Linked DNA regions of Bos taurus: region 2 is linked to region 1. A link is a contact called in public Hi-C data. All regions are on one chromosome and are shown on one strand. Each heading gives the region's core, a stretch centred on a gene start, on an enhancer-like site or on the middle of the called end of the contact. The rest is flanking DNA. Distances are from core to core; before and after follow the strand shown. Region 1 has its middle 43 kb from the start of ZNF217. Region 2 has its middle 100 kb from the start of BCAS1.

Region 1 (5,625 bases), core at 1,240-3,739:
CCTGTAGAAATTCTCACTTCGTGTTTGGGTTTATTGGATCTTGCGGTTTCATCTAACCTGTTTTTCCATCCTCTGTATGTGGTCCTATAAGCGGGTAAATGGTCGGAGGTCTGGTTTTGAGCTCAGTTTGGGGAGATGGGGGCTTCCTCCTCCCCCATCTCCCCTGGACACGTACAGTGTGTGACTGTAGCTACTCCGTGTATTCAAGCCTTTTTTTCTGTACAGTTTCTCAGTGGGCTAGAGTTCAGAATTTTTAGTGTGGGTAGAGTGACCATATTTTACCCCAGCTCAGACAAGTGCTGAAAAAGAAATAAGGCAAGGGCCCTCCCCACCCCATGGCTGTGAAATGTCAAGAGGGTGAGAGAGCCGAACTTCGCAGCGACTGCACCCTCTCCTTGGACAGAAGAGGAGCCCAAGGTCCCCAGAAGGCCATGTGCGTCCCCAAGGCCAGACAGCTCTGCCGGGCGTTAGAGGGAGCAGCTGGGTCTCCTGTCCCAGTCTGTGCTCCTTCTCAGGGTCAGAGAGAAGCACAGCATCTTAGGTGCGTTTTCAGATTTGGCAAGACCTGAGTCTGCTCCTTGCTCAGCACTGGGCAGACTGTGGTGCCCGGGGGGTTGACATCTGTGCCAGTGTCTGGGATTGGGGCCCCTGGTGGCGATCCAATTGTATGGCCATTTAGTGAGACTCTGCTTATCAGTTATATGCATATATATATGCTTAGATTTCTGTTTTTAATTGGATGTGGGCTTGTTGAATTTGTTGGATTTGTTTTTGTTTTTTGAATTTGTTGCAGTACTGTTTCGGTTTTATGTTTTGGTTTTTTGGCCTTAAGGCATGTGGGATCTTGGCTCCCTGACCAGGGTTTGAATCCACACTCCCTGCATTGAAGTTCAGTTCAGTCTCTCAGTCGTGTCTGACTTCGACTCCGTGGACTGCAGCACACCAGGCCTCCCTGTCCTTCACCAACTCCTGGAGTTTACTCAAACTTAATGTCCATTGAGCATCAGTGATGCCATCCAACCATCTCATCCTCTGTCGTCCCCTTTTCCTCCTGCCCTCAATCTTTCCCAGCATCAGGGTCTTCTCCAGTGAGTCAGTTCTTCGCATCAGGTGGCCAAAGGATTGGAGTTTCAGCCTCAGCATCAGTCCTTCCAATGAATATTCAGGACTGATTTCCTTTTGGATGGACTGGTTGGATCTCCTTGCAGTCCAAGGGACTCTCAAGAGTCTTCTCCAACACCACACTTCAAAAGCATCAATTCTTCGGCACTCAGCTTTCTTCACAGTCCAACTCTTACATCCACACATGACTACTGGAAAAACCATAGCTTTGACTAGACAGACCTTTGTTGGCAAAGTAATGTCTCTGCTTTTTAATATGCTGTCTAGGTTGGTCATAACTTTTCTTCCAAGGAGCAAGAGTCTTTTAATTTCATGGCTGCAGTCGCCACCTGCAGTGATTTTGGAGCCCCCCAAAATAAAGTCAGCCACTGTTTCCACTGTTTCCCCATCTATTTGCCATGAAGAAATGGCATTGAAAGGCAAAGTCTTAACCACTGGACCTCCAGGGAAGGTCCCTACTTCTCAGTATGAATGGGACATACTCATGTGACAAAAGATTTCCAACCTCTTGAGTTTGTGAAAAGTCATACCAAAGAAGGAAAAAAAAAATCACATCTCTTTTCTGCCGTTTAGCCTTATTTGTCACCGAAATTTCGTGACCTTTGTACACACATCAAACTCCCGCACGACGGTGGCCCCCACAGGCTGTAGCAGGCAGAATCGTCTGACACGGCCCCAGCCCCCTGTCCCGCAGGCTCGGTGGGCAGTCTGGAGAAGAAGGGAGAAAGGTGAGTGCCTCCTGAGTACACCAGGTGACTCTTGAAAGAGCGAGAAGTCAGCTAAGGCTCCTAGACACTCTGTTTGGAATTCTGAGGGACCAAAAAGAGCCTCGAAAGGGCAGCAGGGATCCCATCACAGGCTCCTCAGTCGTGTCCGAATCTGTGACCCCGTGGACCACAGCCCACCAGGCTCCTCTGTCGGTGGAATTTTCCAGGCAGGAACACTGGAGTGGGTTGCCGTTTCCTACTCCAGGGGATCTTAGGACCCGGGGATGGAACCCACGGCTCCTGCATTGGCAGGCGGATTCTTAACCGCAGAGCTACCTGGGAAGCCCTAAAACTGGGCAGCCTCCTTGCATAGGTGACCAAAGAGTGGCCCACATGGGGGTCGAACGCTTGACCTTGTCGCTAACTGAGACAACGCCATGATCCCATCATGACGATTGTTAGAAAGCTCTGAGCTTCCTGCTTCACAGGCGGCATGCCCAGTGGACTGATTACATTCTCAGCATCCCAGGGCTTTTTACTTGGACCCCCAGCAAGAGCAGGTGGATCTTCTAGTTCCATGCCTCCGACCCGGTAGGAGGCAGCAGGATCCCCGGGTTCAGGCCTCGGCCCACGCTGGCCCCGCCCCACGCTGGCCCCCCGCCCCGGCCCCCCCGGCCCCGCCCCGGCCCGGCCCCGCCCCGGCCCCGGTGTGTCCGTCCCCACCGCCTCTGCACGTCTGCACCGGAGCCCCCAGCTGGCATCTGAGCGCAGCACGCACCCCATGATGGCGGCCCGTCGCGGCCTGTGTCCCCCCCGCCCCCCGCCCCCCAGGGATGTCCCCCCAGTCCCCCTGTGCCCCTCTTTCATTCCCCGTCCAATCGAAGAGCAAACCTGCTCCTTCTGTTCCCTTCAGAACACACCGGACGCGGGGCCGGCTCCAGGCACCCCCATCACCGCCGCACCCGGACGAAGCCATCCTTCCAGCCGCCCCCTCCCCGCTTTAACTTCTCCCCTTCAGCCTCGCCTCCATGTGCCGCCACACCCGTCTTTTCCCAAGAGAGACAGTGCTGCCTCTGTCCGTGCTCGAACCACCAGTGACCTCACATGACTCAGAATGAAACCCAAGCCTGCCCGCCGCTCTGCTTTCTTCCTGAGCGGCTTTCCCAGCCCTTCCCGTTGGTTACGGCAGCCACAGGGGACTCGGGTTCCCTTCTGGAGCCTCGCAGACTCCGCAGTGGTCCGGGTAGTCCACACTCACCTGCTCATACGTCCCTGACCCCCAGATCTCCAGCCCCTCCGTCTCTGGATCTGGTGCTGGTTTTCTTCGCAGCACTCAGCACTGCCTCCCATCTCAATGTGCATGTTTGATAGGTCTTCCCCATCTGAAGGTGAACCCCGGGAGGGCAGAGATTTGTTATCGGTGTATCCCCTGGGCTTCTGCAGAGCTTGGGATATTTTTTGGTAGGATGGATGGATGGATGGATGAATAATATATGTGGTTTATTCTAACCCAGCAAGTCAGGAAAGACAGGTAGGTGTTTGGAATTATCTCAATAACCTTATGCCTTTGAAATTATTTGGACTTTCTCAACGTAAGCATTTCCATGGCGACAAATGTGCTGCGCACTCACTGCTGGCTAGTTTCCTTTTCCTTATGTGTGTGCTTAGTTGCTCAGTCGTGTCCCACTCTCTGTAGCCCATGAGCCTCCTCTGTCCATGGGATTCTCCAGGCCAGAATCCTGGAGTGGGTTGCCTTTTCTTTCTCCAGGGGATTTTCCTGACCCAGGATTTGAACCCGGGTCTCCCGTATTGCAGGGGGATTCTTTACTGCTGAGCACCAGGGAAGCTCCCCGCCCCCCTTATTTTCCTTATATACAATATATTGAGTGAGAGGAGTTTTACATAGAGAATAATTGTGGGTGGTACAGGTACTTTTGGAGAAGGAAATGGCAACCCACTCCAGTATTCTTGCCTGGAAAATCCCACGGACGGAGGAACCTGGTTAGGCTACAGTCCATGGGGTCGCAAAGAGTCAGACACGACTGAGTGACTTGACTTCACTCACTCACTTCATTCACAGGTACTTTAGAGGAATAAAAGGTAGACAGGATTGAGAGAGGTTTGGTATGGACTACTTAAATGATGAAAGTGAAAGAGGAGAGGGAAAAAGTGGGCTTAAAGCTCAACATTCAGAAAATGAAGATCATGGCATCTGGTCCCATCACTTCATGGCAAATAGATGGGGAAACAGTGTCAGACTTTATTTTGGGGGGCTCCAAAATCACTGCAGGTGGTGACTGCAGCCATGAAATTAAAAGAGGCTTACTCCTTGGAAGAAAAGTTATGACCAACCTAGACAGCATATTGAAAAGCAGAGACATTACTTTGCCAACAAAGGTCCGTCTAGTCAAGGCTATGGTTTTTCCAGTGGTCATGTGTGGATGTGAGAGTTGGAGTGTGAAGAAAGCTGAGCGCCAAAGAATTGATGCTTTTGAAGTGTGGTGTTGGAGAAGACTCTTGAGAGTCCCTTGGACTGCAAGGAGATCCAACCAGTCCATTCTGAAGGAGATCAGCCCTGGGATTTCTTTGGAAGGAATGATGCTAAAGCTGAAACTCCAGTACTTTGGCCACCTGATGCAAAGAGTTGACTCATTGGAAAAGACTCTGAAGCTGGGAGGGATTGGGGGCAGAAGGAAGAGGGGACGACAGAGGATGATATGGCTGGATGGCATCACCGACTCGATGGACGTGAGTCTGAGTGAACTCCGGGAGTTGGTGATGGACAGGGAGGCCTGGTGTGCTGCGATTCATGGGGTCGCAAAGAGTCGGACACAACTGAGCGACTGAACTGAACTTAAATGATTGTTTCTTTTACTGGGTGTGCATGTGGGTGGGGGTGGAGGGCGTGAAGATAGCCGGAGGGCAAGAATTTGATAAACAGATTATAGGAGATTATAGAGAAAAGAATATGCTTGGAAAAGGATATTCACATAGAGAGGCTTAGCGATTCACAAGTCACTGAGAACATGTGCAGAAAAAGCTGCCAATCCAAGCATCCTTTGTTGTAGGAAAGGTTGACATCATATGGTCATTTCTGTGGTAAGGAATCCGCCTGCAATGCGAGAGACCTGGCTTCTATCCCTGGGTTGGGAAGATCCCCCGCAGAAGGGAGAAAGGCAACCCACTCCAGTATTCTGGCCTGGAGAATTCCATGGACAGTCCTTGGGGTCCCAAAGAATTGGACATGACTGAGCGGCTTTCACTTTCACATCGTAAAGAACCCACCTGCCAATGCAAGAGACGGGGGCTCGATCCCTGGGTCAGGAAGATTCCCTGGAGTAGGGAATGGCCACCCACTCCAGTATTCTTGCCTGGGAAATTCTAGGAACAGAGGAGCCTGGCGGGCTGCAGTCCATGGGGCCACAGAGTCAGACATGACGGGGTGACTGAGCGCGGCACAGCTCCATCTACATACAGTGTAGAAAGTGAAAGCCATGTGCCGCAAGGAAGATCCCGCATGCTGAAAGCTAAGACCCCAAACAATCAAATAAATATTAAAAAATACATATATTAATACATAAGAGGATTCCTTGAGTGTATATCTAGGAGTGGGATTGCTGAGTCAAAAACCATTTGAAAAGAAAACAAATTAAGGGACTTTACATGCATTATCTTAACAGTGGTGTGGATGGGGAGGCTGAGGTGCAGAGAAGTCAGTAAGTTGCTCTTGGCTGGTAAAGGGACTGAGCCAGGTCTGTGCTTTTAACAGAAAACTAGGTAGCTGGCTACAGTTTAT
Region 2 (5,625 bases), core at 1,941-4,440, 300 kb before region 1:
ATCCTTGTCATTTACAGATATGAGGAGGAAGAACAATTTTAACTCTACACTCTTGCTAATATAGCTGTGATGTATATAAAGCAGAAACCCCCGCATCTAGAAGGAGAAATAAATTCACAGTCGTAGTTGTAAGTTTCACCTTCCTTCTGTTAGTAACTAAAAAACAAGCCAACAAAGGCAAGTTAGTAGCAATTAAAAAAAATGGCCAGCACTCTTTATACACTTGGTTTAATCAGTTTATAGAACAAAGCAATCAATAACGGCAAAATATATATTCTTTTTAAAGTACACATGGAATATTTACCAAAATTGACATGTGCTGGCCTATTGAGTAGGTCTCAGATTTAGAAGGAGGGGTGGGCAGGGTTTGCTGTTGGATTGGATGTGAAGATCAGAGAAAGGCTGGAGTCAGGGCTAACATGGAAGGATCGGCGTTCTGAAGTCAAGAATGACTGGTTCACGCATAATTAGCATTTTGGAAAGATAGGAGTGTGTGTGTGTGTAGCACTCATAAGATAGGAGTATATGTGTGAATCAAGGTGGGAATGAACCTGTGTCCACCTGAACATGAAGCAATTATTCAAACTTGGTTTCTGGAATATTCCCAGAGTGAAACAAGCCCCTGGTTTTATCACTGTCTTCTCAGTTTAAGTATTTGCTTGTCTTGTGGACTGAGTAGGCATTATCTGTTTCAGTTTGGAATGGTGGACACAAAGAAATAACTCTTTACAAGTTCCATGGTGTTGACAAACACTTCTGAAAAAAATGAAGTGGGTGACCCAATTCCTGGCCTCCTTTATCAAAGAGGGATTGGTTTATTCATTGACCAATTGAGTATCAGTTGTGAGTCTGGGTCTGGGAGAGTGGTAAGAAAAGCAGAGGCCACTCCAGGATGGCTGGGGAGGCAGCCGCTTGCAAGGCCAGATATCCAGGAACTCTCACGTGCCCAGTTGTGTTCCAGCCCCTTGTGGATAGGTTTGAAGTAGTCATCAAGGACACTCTGGGACTCGGTTCTCCTATGAACCATCTCTGAGACATTGGGCTTACATAAAACATCTTCTCTCAGTCTCTTCACTGTAAAATGGCAGTGATGTCACTGATAATACCATCACTGTAGAAGTACCAGATCAAATTCACAGCCTGCTCAGGGCAGTGCCTGAGACTAAGTTAGCACAAAATCAGCGTTTTCAACTCTTATCATTATGCTGCTTCAAATATTTTTATCCTTTTAAAAAAAATACTGAAATCAAATATGCTTTAAAGATCCCCTGTGTTGCACAATATTTCCTTATAGCTCACTCTGTTCGTAGTGGTTTGGAACTCTTACTCCCCACGCCTGGACGGCCCTCTGCCCTTCCCTCTCCCTGCTGGCAGTCACTGCTTTGTCCTCTGTTTCTCTGAGTCTGTTTCTTTTTTGCTAGAGTCACTAGTTTATTTCTAGATCCAAATATAGGTGGTGGTGTGTATATATGTGTATATATACAAATATACCCTATGCACCATATATATTTGTCCTTCTCTGTCTGGCTTATTTCATTTAGCATAATGCTCTCTAAATCCATCCATGTTGTTGCAGATGACAAAACTTCACGCTTTATCCTGGCTGAGTAGTATTTCATTGTGTATATTTATATCCTGCATCTTCTTTATCCACCTCTTTTGGACACTTAGGTTGCTTCTGTATCTTGGCATTTGTAAATCATGCTTGTAATTATAAATCTTGCACTGGGACTCATCTATCTTTTCAAACTAGTGTGTGTGTGTGTGTTTCAGATATACACCCAGGAGTGGGATTGCTGGTAACTCTACTTTTACTTTTTTGGGAAACTTCCATGCGCTTTCCATAGTGGCTACACCAATTTACGTTTCCATTCCCACCACCGGTGTATGAGGGCTCCCTTTTCCCCATATCCTTGCCAACGTTTGTTAATTCTGTTCTTTTTGATAACAGACATTCTGACAGGTAGGGGGTGATCTCTCATTGTGGTTTTGAGTCGCATTTTCTCAGATGATTAGTGAGCGTTTTTTCATGTGCCTCTTAGCCATGTGCATGTCTTCTTTAGAAAAATGTCTACTCAGGCCTTCTGCCCACTTTTAATATGGTTGTTTTTTATGTTGAGTCACATGAGCCATTTATATATATTTTGGATATTAACCCCTTATCAATCATATCATTTGCAAATATTTTTTTCCCATTCAGGAAAAGTAGGTTGTCTTTTTGTTTTGTTGATGGTTTCCCTTGCTGTGCAAACTTCTAAGTTTAATAAGGCACCATTTGAAATCATATATGTTTCAATATTATGGGAGAATAAAGACAAAGAACCCATGATAATCCCATCTTCCTGACTCAGCCTTATTTTTACATACTCCCTTCAGATTTTTTTTATATAGATTATTTCATAGTTATGAAAGTACCTTGCAAACAGCAGGTGATTAATAAAATGCATATTGACTGCCTGACTATCCAGTTCAATGCAAACTATTTTGTATTATGCTTTGTTCATGTGGCCAAGTCACTTCAGTTGTGTCCAACTCTTTGTGACCCTGTGGACTGTAGCCCACGAGGCTCCTCTGTCCATGGGATTTATCCAGGCAAATACTGGAGTGGGTTGTCATTCCCTTCTCCAGGGAGTCTTCCCAACCCAGGGATTGAACTCACCTCTCTTATGTCTCCTGCATTGGCAGACAGCTTCTCTAACGGGGAAGCCCACTGGGGAAGCCCATGCTTTGTACACGTAAGCTCTATGATATGATGTGATGTTATAATCATCGCGTGTACATTCCACTTATGTTTTTTCATAAGATGCGTGGCTCTAAGCTCTATGGCGCTAGGACTTCTCATGTCAGTGTGCGAGCTTGGCTGAGCCACTTTTCTTTGCTGTACTGTCGTGCGTAGAATTACTACAGATCACTCTGCTTTGAACTCCACCACAGTGAGTCGTTCTATATATTGTGTTTTGCCTTTTTTGTAAATTTCCTAAAATGATCATAGACTATGGAATTAAACATCCCAAGCTAAACCTTCAAGCTAGCTGAACAGGAAGCCCCAAAAGATTAAGCCAAAATGGGACTCCTTCTATAAGATCAGGTTGTAATAAAATGAACTGCACAAGATGATTAAAGCATGTGTGATCCTATTTTCGTTTTGAGGTATTCGCTTTTCACTCTTTCAGAAAACATTGAAAACCCACAACTCCCTCCGCACAGATCAATAAAAGATATGAGTGTTTTGATGTATTTGTAAACAAAAGCAGCAGTACTTCCACTTTAAGCAGACACGTGTTTTTTTAAAAATGCTCATCAGACATCTGGTTAACCCAAAGGCTGGCTTTAAAAGGCTGCAGAGCGAGATTCTCGGCTATATAGTACGTTTCCTGAAGCAGAAGCCCCCTCAAATCTTAGGGTGTGTTGGGTGGGTGAATTTCTCTCTTGTTGCGCTGGTGGAACAGAGAGGAAGGAGCAATGACAGCAGTCTGCTTAAGTGAAGGCACTTCCCTAGCGATCAGAGACAGCCAGCTGCACTCGACGTCCGCTTGTCTCAGCAGTGACGGGTGACGGGTGATGGGTGAAGGCGAGTCTGGTGTCCTCGGGGCCTGCAACCGGGGGCATGGAAAGCACCTTTGTCAGGGGCTACCTTGTGACTGAAGGTATGTTAGCAACTAACTGAGCAAGGCAGGATCCAGTCCCTGATTCCAGAGTCCCTGGGCCCCACTATGTAACAGTACTCTCTCTCCAGATTGGTTGTTCTCCTGTTCTGGTTGACTCCAAAGTTCACTGGAAATGGAAAGAATGCAAGAGGGGAGGCCAAGGAGAAGGCTCCTGCTGTGACTTCTTGGGAGAAGATGGTAGCTGAGACTAGCGTCATTGCTGAAGAGGTGGTGAGAAGTGGCTTATTCAAAGGACTTATTTGAATAAAACATAACGGGATAATATCATCTATGTGGACGCCAGTCATATACCCATAAGAGGGCTCAAGCTCACTGCCTAGCAGGTGTTAGTCACTTAGTCGTGTCTGACTGTTTGCGACCCCATGGTCTGTAGCCCTCCAGACTACTCTGTCCATGGAATTTTCCAGACAAGAATACTGGAGTGGGTTGCCATTCCCTCCTCCAGGAGTTCTTCCCAGCCCAGGAATCAAATTCAGGCCTCCCACATTGCCTGAGGATTCTTTACCGCCTGAGCCATCAGGGAAGCCATCCTAGCAAGTAACAGTGCTCAGTAAATTGGTTCATTGGCTGGAGCCAACCTGGCTACCAACAACGGACGCCAACCTGGAACTGGGAGGTTTCACTTTTCACAAGAAAATCTGCAGGTCACCAAGAGTATCTTTCTCCCCAAACCATCCTTTCTTATTTCATCCCATGAATGACGGCCCTAAGGTAGGGTGAGAAGAAAACAGGTAATCCGAGAATAAAAATCTACAGTCCATAGGGTTGCACATGTCCACTCTCTGTATTTTATCCTATTTCATCTTCAAAGGAACCCAATGTGGTGGTGATCTTCTCACCATTTTGCACAGGAGTAAACAAAAGTACAAAGAAGTTGCAGAATTTGTTGGAAGCCGCAGAACGGTTAGGTTAAAAAAAAAAACACGCAAAGATTGCACACAGGTTTGCTTGATTCCAAAGTTTACAGGCTTAACCATGAGGTTGTTTTGCTTCCTGCCATGTTGGTGGGAAGAAGTGGGATTCTGCAGGAGGGAGAGAACTGTGTTCTGCTCCATCATGTTCATACGTATCCTGCATGTTCCAGAAGGATTCCAGGGTCTGTCCAAGGAGACAAGGACCAGATCTCTGCTGCCAGCCTGTGGCTCCAGCCCACTCAAGTTCCGTGTTTTCTCTTATAAATATAAGAACTCACAACAGCCCCCTGGGATGGGAGGGGCAGAGGGCTTGACGCTTGTCATCCAGCACTGGGGAAGTTGCTCATTTTAGGTCGTTTTTAACCGTGTGAATGCCCGACATTTGACATTTGGGCAAAAGTGGGGGAAAGTCCCCCAAAGGCTGCTTGGGACCTGCCTGTCTGCTTCTTCGCCAAACAGGAATCCTCCCTTGGCTGTCGTCCCTCAGAGATGATTTTCCAACGACGGTTTTTAAAAACAGTTCTTTTGGGGAATTAAAAAAGCAGTCCTGTTTTCAATAGAAAATTGTCGTTTCAACAGAAATGCATGAAAAATAAAATCACCAATTTCCCCATCACCCAGGGAAAAACACTGTTGCCAAATGAACGCTTCCTTCTTTTTTCCCCTCATGCAGATAGACTTATTTTTGTAAACTGCAACTGGACTCAACTGCACATAAAGTTTTGTGGCAAGCATTTTTAAAATCAAACATTGGATTACTAGCATTTCTGCATGTTTTCCAATTTAAAAACTTGGAAAATGTGATTTTTAATAACCACATAAGAACCTACCCCACAGACTCTTATACGAACATACTTAACCATCTCTCCGCTGGCAGACCTTCCTTTGTTTCCTATTTCAAGCAACATTTTCTCCCCAGGAGTGTGTTGCCTTTATACAGATATTCTGGTCTATCCTACCAATCAATTTAATTTCCTATCAAAATCTTTCTAGACTTCTCTACATCAGAAGAGTTGGGATGCTGGTCATAGGAGTGATGTTGA

Evidence for each region. A called contact is a pair of places that touch in the nucleus more often than the background predicts.
Region 2: a Hi-C map of an unstated tissue shows a contact between it and region 1, with 2.9 times the contacts expected there. The contact joins two enhancer-like sites.

Annotation. Positions count from the first base shown.
Region 1 is chr13:81,108,200-81,113,824 of ARS-UCD2.0, reverse strand. No RefSeq gene overlaps it. Among named protein-coding and RNA genes, the nearest start is that of ZNF217, 43 kb to the left of the region's middle. Within about 2 kb of position 2,489, at least 18 of the 102 cell types and tissues checked have an H3K27ac peak or open chromatin away from gene starts, as enhancers often do.
Region 2 is chr13:81,410,071-81,415,695 of ARS-UCD2.0, reverse strand. No RefSeq gene overlaps it. Among named protein-coding and RNA genes, the nearest start is that of BCAS1, 100 kb to the left of the region's middle. Within about 2 kb of position 3,190, at least 12 of the 102 cell types and tissues checked have an H3K27ac peak or open chromatin away from gene starts, as enhancers often do.